Regions from separate parts of the Mus musculus genome. Here region 2 is linked to region 1. Evidence: chromatin contacts called from public promoter capture Hi-C data. All regions are on one chromosome and are shown on one strand. Each heading gives the region's core, a stretch centred on a gene start, on an enhancer-like site or on the middle of the called end of the contact. The rest is flanking DNA. Distances are from core to core; before and after follow the strand shown. Region 1 holds the start of Nfxl1 (nuclear transcription factor, X-box binding-like 1). Region 2 holds the start of Guf1 (GUF1 homolog, GTPase).

What was found. Promoter capture Hi-C pulls out the DNA fragments that hold promoters and counts their contacts.
Region 2: a promoter capture Hi-C map of pre-B cells shows a contact between it and region 1. The contact joins the promoter of Guf1 here to the promoter of Nfxl1 in region 1. A contact is called at or near these places in 16 of 39 promoter capture datasets (the 3T3-L1 cell line, 3T3-L1-derived adipocytes, the C10 cell line and 11 more), 1 of 115 datasets of contacts at active chromatin or transcription factors (astrocytes) and 1 of 9 other capture datasets (adipose tissue).

Annotation. Positions count from the first base shown.
Region 1 is chr5:72,557,816-72,561,514 of GRCm38.p6, forward strand. It overlaps Nfxl1 (nuclear transcription factor, X-box binding-like 1), which reads right to left and starts at 1,830. Exons shown (of 23, transcript NM_133921.3): 1 at 1,774-1,830; 2 at 1,199-1,453. The coding sequence starts at 1,451.
Region 2 is chr5:69,554,983-69,558,681 of GRCm38.p6, forward strand. It overlaps Guf1 (GUF1 homolog, GTPase), which reads left to right and starts at 1,942. Exons shown (of 17, transcript NM_172711.3): 1 at 1,942-2,183; 2 at 3,203-3,314; 3 at 3,460-3,608. The coding sequence starts at 2,073.

The DNA of each region.
Region 1 (3,699 bases), core at 580-3,079:
CATCTCAAAATTACAAGGAGGTCATTAATCTCTGGGAATGAGCCGGGGGGGGGGGGTTGTTAAAAAAAGCTGAATTGGGAAGAGATGACACTTGGTACATGTATGTACCTAGTACCATTTGGAAGAATGTCACCACACAAAGTGACCAGGTAATTGTCTTAACTTATTCCTTCCTCACAAATGTCAACTACTATATACTTTATACTATACACTATACACTATATACTATATACTATATACTATATACTATATACTATATACTATATACTATATACTATGTAGAGAATGCTTGCTTTCCTACTATCCACAAAACCCAAGCCAGCTTACCAACTTGTTCATAGGTCTCTAAATAGCACACTGCACCTCTATGATTAACTGACCAATTGCCAGCAAAATCAACGCAAACTAACTTTCAAGTTACCCTGGGAAACCCCACGCAGAGACTCAATTTTGCTCCTAGCAGGAAGGGAGAACTGATGCAATTCTACTATAATTTCAGAAATAAAAATTTTAAACCTCTTCTGAAAAAATACCTTCCAAACACAAAACACTTTCAGGGACCACTCTCTTTTATCTGGAGTGTTATGTATAAACACTCTCAACGTCGCCCTAAAAGATCTTGGACCAAGGCTATTGGCAAATCCATCGTGGCAACACCTGATACATCATGGAAAGACATGGAATTTCTGCACTGGGATCAGTTAAAAACAACAACCAAAACGCTTACAGGGTCCAAAAAGTCAGGTAGCCTGGGAAAGATGGCTATCAACAACTGGTCTTGAAAGTCGAGTTGATTAATGAAGAATGGAGTTCCCAATCTGTTCGTAAATGGAATTCTGAGACCTTAGCCTAGCTTGCTGTTACCATACACACAGATGCGAAAGCACAAGGTCCTATTTTACGACAGATGTTAAACATCTTAGATTATAAAAGAAAACAAACTCTGGCGATCCATTTACTGAGTTAACCAAATCAGCTGCACACAATTGAAGAAAGTGACTAACAAAGGCAATTATCAATTAAAATGAGGATGCAAGCGATGAGATGAAAATCTGCCTGAATGGAGACGGTTCCCTGAGACTAAACTCCGGGAGCTGTTAAAAAGTGAATGAGAGACTTGGAGGGCCCTGGCAGCCAGCGATAAGTAGGGAAGTGACTTGGGGAGTTTGGTGGGGCGGGAGACCCGAGCCATCCTCACCTGAGCCATCCTCACCCCGGGCCCCCGGGGGCTGCGGGGCTTCGCCTCCAGCTGAGCGCTGCCCGCGACCCGCAGGGGCCAGAGCTGCTGCTCCCCCGGGGCCGGGGCCCGAAGACACCGCGCCCCCAGACCCTTTGGCTCGCCCTCCTCCAGCGCCACCAAAAGGGACTCCATTTCCTGAGAGGGGCACTGCGGTGGCCCGTCCTCGGGCTCGGCCTCGGCCAGCGGCCACCTGGCGCCAGGGAGCGTCCATCCCTGCAGCGGAGAGATAAAGGAGAAGGAGCGTGAACGGGCGTCCGAGGATGGAGGCGGCTGCCGAGGGACCGCAGGGTCAGGCTGGGTGCGGACGGACCCCGCGACACGGAGACCCGGGTCTGAGGAGGTTGCGGCCCTGTGTCTCCCGAGGGCGAGTCCCGCCAAGCCCAGGCTCGAGCGACGGGCGAGGAGGGAAAAGACGGAGGGCAGAAAAGAAGCACGGAGCCACGAGGAGCCCACCCGGGACAGGAAAAACCCAGCCACGGGAAATTCTCCTCAGCCTCAGGAGAAGTGCGGTAGGCACAGAAACGCGAACTGACCGTGCGGCCGCGGCCGCGGCCGGGAACCAACTGCTGAAGTGGACCGCACCGAAAAGCTACGTCTCCTTACCGACGGCGCCCACCGCCAGGGACTACAACTCCCAGAAGCCTCCGCCCGCGGACCGCAGAATGCGTGGCAGCGAGGCAGCTTTTTTTTTTTTTTTTTTTTTTCCCGGAAGAGACGAAGGAATGCTCAGTGCGCATGCGCGGTCGTTCGCGGCCTTTGGGGAACTACATTTCCCAGAGTGTTCCGAGGCTCATGAAAAGTAGACGCCTCCGTTGGTGGGCGTGCCGGGAGCATGCTGCTACTGGCGGCTGCTCCCAGGAAATACGCGAGGTTTCAGGATTCAGAGAGGGCAAAATTCACAAACAGTTGTTCTCGCCATAGTCTTGCTGCTTGCAGGTAGCAGGCAGGTCCTCGTCCAGGAAGTACTTAGAAAACAGAAGACGCCATGGGGAGCAGGATCAGAAGAGCCACGGGAGCATTGTAGGAAAAAATGGTTTGAGTGGAGAAAGCTTTCAGAACTCACAATGAAATCTAGCCCCTAGTATTAACCACCTTTTATACTTTAAAACAAGCTTTCCCTTAGAGACTGCTTCTTTTCCTTTCAAGGCTGCTCCCTCCAGTAGATTCATTAAGGAAAATAACTGAAAGCCAGCAGCTAATCTTTACGTATAGATTGCAGAAATTCATTTAGTGGTCTCTTGGAAAATGAGCTGAATTTTTGTTGATATTTGAAGTTATACAATCCTTAAATTACCCTTCAGCTTAGTTAATTTCCCAACATTTACCACAAATATATTTAGATGCCATTCAATGTGTCCAGGAGTGTACAAAATATTTACATATATATGTGTGTGTGTCTGTGTGTGTGTGTGTGTTTGCACATATACAAAGTTTTACACTTATAATTTATTGAGATGAGTTTTTTTAATATTATCTAGGCTGTTCTTGAACTCATGATTCTCTCACCACAGCCTTAGAAGTTGTTGGGGCTCCAGGCCTTCATCATCATGTCCATTGTGTCAATATTTTTTTTTATTCAAAATAACCTTATTTATCATTCCAATTTTACCACTGGGAAAACTAAAGCATAGAGAGGTAATTGTGCTGAAACTAAGCTTTAATTCTATCATGTTTTTAATTTCTTGTACATAGGTATTACATCATGGCCTATAATTCATCCAAAACCAGTAAATGTCGAGGGAATATTGAGGTGGCTGATGATAAGGAGACCCTCATAGAACCTTGGTGTGTAGCACAGATCTGCGTTAGCACATTGTCCAAATCTCCATACTAAACCTTCCTGAGAACACATTCCCTCCAGTCCTCCAAACATTAGTTATAAACTATTCTAATATTTATCGAGAGCTTCAAACAAGCATTCCTTCCTTTTCTTTTACATACCTGTTTAATAACATGTGGAGTCTCATCATTGAAACCAATTTTTAATAAATAAATGACACCAAAAAAATCTTTTTCAACACTCCAGCAGGGCCTGGGTTGCAACTAGGTAAAGTGACTCCTGGCCTCCTCTCTTAGACATATGATGATTGTGTAATTCTCTTTAATGTTCTGCATCTGCAATGTCCTGATAAGCCACGTGGAAACTAGTTACTCCTCGGCCTTTGTAATGAAACCTGTAAGTGGCTGGAGGTTTAAGTCAAGGGGTATGCCCTTGAAGGATTCTCTCTCTGTCTCTCTCTCTCCCTCCCTAACTCCCTCTCTTCCTCCCTCTTTCCCTCCCTCTCTCCCTTTCTCCCTCCCTCTCTTCCTCTCTCTTTCTCTCTCCTAGAGGTATGAGATTTGGCCCCCACCACACATGCCTAGAATGATATATCATTTAACCACAAATACAAATCAGTGAAGCCAGTCTTTTAAGATTGAAACCTCAGGAACCCATAGACCAAAGCACACTTTTCCTT
Region 2 (3,699 bases), core at 692-3,191, 3.0 Mb before region 1:
AGACCCTCCTTCTAACTGCTTGCAAGACAGTCTTTTGTTTGCCTTTGGGACAAGATGTAGAACTCTCAGCTCCTCCAGCACTATACCTTCCTGGACACTGCTATTCTTTCTCCCATGATGATAACAGTCTGAACCTCTGACACTGTAAGCTAGACCCACTTAAATATTTGCTTTATAAGTGTTTTAGTCATGGTGTCTCTTCATAGCAATGGAAACCCTAACTAGGATGGAAGAGAACTTAAACTATGAATTCCTCAGAGAGGGGTTCTCATCTGGCCATTAGATTTTACTATTAACTTGACAAAGCCTAGTGTCACCTGAGAAGAGAGTCTCATTGGAGTGATAAGGCAGGTCAGATTGGCCTGTGGGTGTGTCTGAGGAGTTTGTCTTGATTGTTAATTGATGTAGGAGGGCTCTGGTCACTGTGGGCAGCACCATTCCCTGGGTAGATAGTCAGAGGCTGTGGGAAGCAGATGAAGTCCTTAGTGAATATAGATTGTTAACATGAACATGATCACCTCACAACTGTCAATGCTTCAGACCCATGGCAATGCCAAGGTCCTACAAGGATGTAGACAGTGTATGTAAAGAAGTTATCAACTACAGCTTCTTCCTCCTGAGTGACTACAACCTAGAGTGCTGCACTTCAGAGACACCACAATCAAGATTAGCTAACCTGCCTCCTCCTTTAGCCTATGTAAGCCTTCTTATTTTCCAGGCTACTAGTGTGTCATCAGAACACACAGCCCAACCCAATCCTAGCTTTTCTGTACATGTGTCTGTTGTTTCTTCATTCCCCACTGCCCCAGTCAAGACAATCCCAAAGTTGTGCAGGTCACAGCAAGTCGTACCTGAACCAGGGTCCTTGACTACAAGAAAGTTGAATTGGTTAGTTAGACAAGGGAACAGTCCTGAGAGAGGCATGCCAATAAATGTTAGGGACAATCAGAGTCTAGAGATGGGCAGTTATATGTTAGTATTTTGAAGGAGGTTTTTGAGAAACTGCAGAAGTTAAAAAATGTTACAGCCACCTCAATTGTTTAGACCATGTTCAGGAAACATGTCCTGGCTTTCTAGAAGATGGGATAGTGAATTTGGCTATTTGAGAAAAGGTGGTAGAAAACTAAGGGATACGCCTTAAAGGACAGAGAGGTATCCATCCTGTGACTAGAAGATAATGCTAGACTTAATATCCTGACACACAGATTTAAACCTATTGAATACTATTAAGTCTAGTTCTAAGCTGTGTTGTAACAATGTTTTATCAATGTACTTGAAAAATACTTTTTCCTATGACTTTGTTGTTGTTGTTGTTGTGTCACTACAAAAAGTTCATTGAAAAATAGAATTATGGGTTATCCTAACCTGGGAAACATGGGTATGTTTGCCTCCAGAATAAATTCTCTTACCTATTTTAAGGTGAGAATTGCTTTTGTATGGACAAAGAGAAGCCAGCATCCTTCTCCTTTGATGCATTTTGTTTTTATTAATAAATCTATACTTCATATTGGCTAAGCATGAAATAATTTTCTTCGTAGAAGCCATGAACTGTTTTTTGTTTTGTTTTGTTTTTTGTTTTTCCTGCAAGTCTCTTAAAAGAACTCCCCAGCCATTGATGGCCCCAGAGTAGAGGGACTTCGAACTGTTTCCCCATCTGGTGGAGCACACACACTTTAGAGATTCCACATCTGAGGCCTGCGCTGCACACACATACACACACACACACACACACACACACACACACACACAAGGGCGTCTCCTGTCCATTGTATTCGCTGGAGTGAGCGCAGAGAGTGATGCGACACCCGACTCCGGTCGCCTAGACTGTGGCTTTCTCAAGGCTGTCACACCAGGACACGCGCTTGACCGGCAGTATCACCCGCGGTCCCTGTAGCTCTCCCATCCCTGACCTTTCGACCCCCGCGTAGACGCGTCGACGTCATAAGCGGCGCGACCTGCAGGCGGCGCGTTTGCTTCGCGTCAGGCCTGGGTCTCGGTGTCAGCTCAGGCCGGAGCGCGACCCTGGCTTTGTGGTCTCCGTGGCGGGTTGGGCCCTGAGCCGCCGCCGAGGCATGTGGGCGCTCGTGGGGCGGGCTCTCGCGCCGTGGGCCGCCGGGGCCCGGCACGCGGCTGCCTCGGAGCCCAGGGCCGCCTGCAGGCTCTTCAGCGCGGCCGAGCTCAAGGTGACCATCACCCGGGGAAGGTGCAGGGCTTCAGCACATGCACGGTGGGCGAGCATCCTCGGCTGCTCGCCGGCGCGGCGTGGGCTGCGCTTCACCCGCATCAGAAGCGTGCCCGCTAGCTCCTCGGCTTAGGGCTGGTGTAGCTCACGAGCGGGTGCTATTTCTAAAAACCTCCGAGAAGCTGCTCCTTTGTAGCATCGATTTCCCTGAAGTTTTAGTTATCGTTTCTTGAGTAACTGGCTTGACTTGCATCCGATCCTGCAGCTTCTTTGCTGCGTTGGGATAGTTATCAAATTTCAAAGATTGGAGGATGCAAAGGCGTGGAGTATTTTAGTCCCATGCAAGGGACTTGTGGTTAGAAAAATGGACTTGTATTCGTCACCGTTCAGGGTTTTTGAAAGTCGAGCGGGTTTGCGAAAGTCGTGCGGGTTTGCATCACTTTGTCCTAAATGCGTGGTGGGGGACTACAATGCAGCTTTTACATTTTGTTTGAATAATTTTTCCATACCCTTACCTGCCTTACACTAAGTAAGAAATAGAAAGCTAAAACAAATGTTATAGTCATGACAGTTTCATCAACTGAATATGCCTAGGGAGCGCGCGCGCGCACACACACACATACACACTCACACCCCAGACTGTTTTGCTCAGACACCCATTTCCAGGAGTATGTGGTGTGTCTAAGAGATTTTGCTTGATAAGGCATTCTTGGACTCCTGAGGACTTATATATGGCTTTCACTCTCCATGAAAGTAAATTTGCAATTAGCTCAATATGTGAGGAAGTATTACTTAAGGATTTTATATTTAGCTTTGTTTATGGAACTGATATATTTGTCAAGTATTTTGTAATTTGTTCTTTGTAGTTAGGCTTAGTCATACATCTTTATTAGGGAGCGGGGAGCTTACAAAACTGCAATACGTGAAGTTGTCCATCGATGGAAAGACTTTTCTTTGAATTTGTACTTTGTTTTATGGAAAATTTATACCCTTAACTGTGATATTCCCTTCCCTTCTTAGGAGAAACCTGACATGTCTAGATTTCCTGTTGAAGACATTAGAAATTTCAGTATCATTGCACATGTGGATCATGGCAAAAGCACTTTAGCTGACAGGCTCCTGGAGCTAACAGGTATTTTATCTTCTCTGCTCTTGGTTAGTTAGCTTTACCGCAATATCTTACCTTTAGGCATTCATCTTTAATATTTTCTGTTAATTGTTTTTAATGCTTTTTTGTTTTAAAGCCCAGAGAAATTAGTAAATGCTTCTATTTCTAGGAACAATTGATAAGACGAAGAAAAACAAGCAGGTTCTTGATAAATTACAAGTAGAACGAGAAAGAGGAATCACTGTGAAGGCGCAGACAGCCTCTCTGTTTTACAGCTTTGGAGGGAAACAGTACCTTTTAAACCTCATCGACACACCAGTAAGTTTCATCTTGTCTCTTCAAAGATTGCTTGTTAACCGTGTTAGTATTGCAATCAAAATTCTTTCATTTAGGGCTAAATTTTGCACAA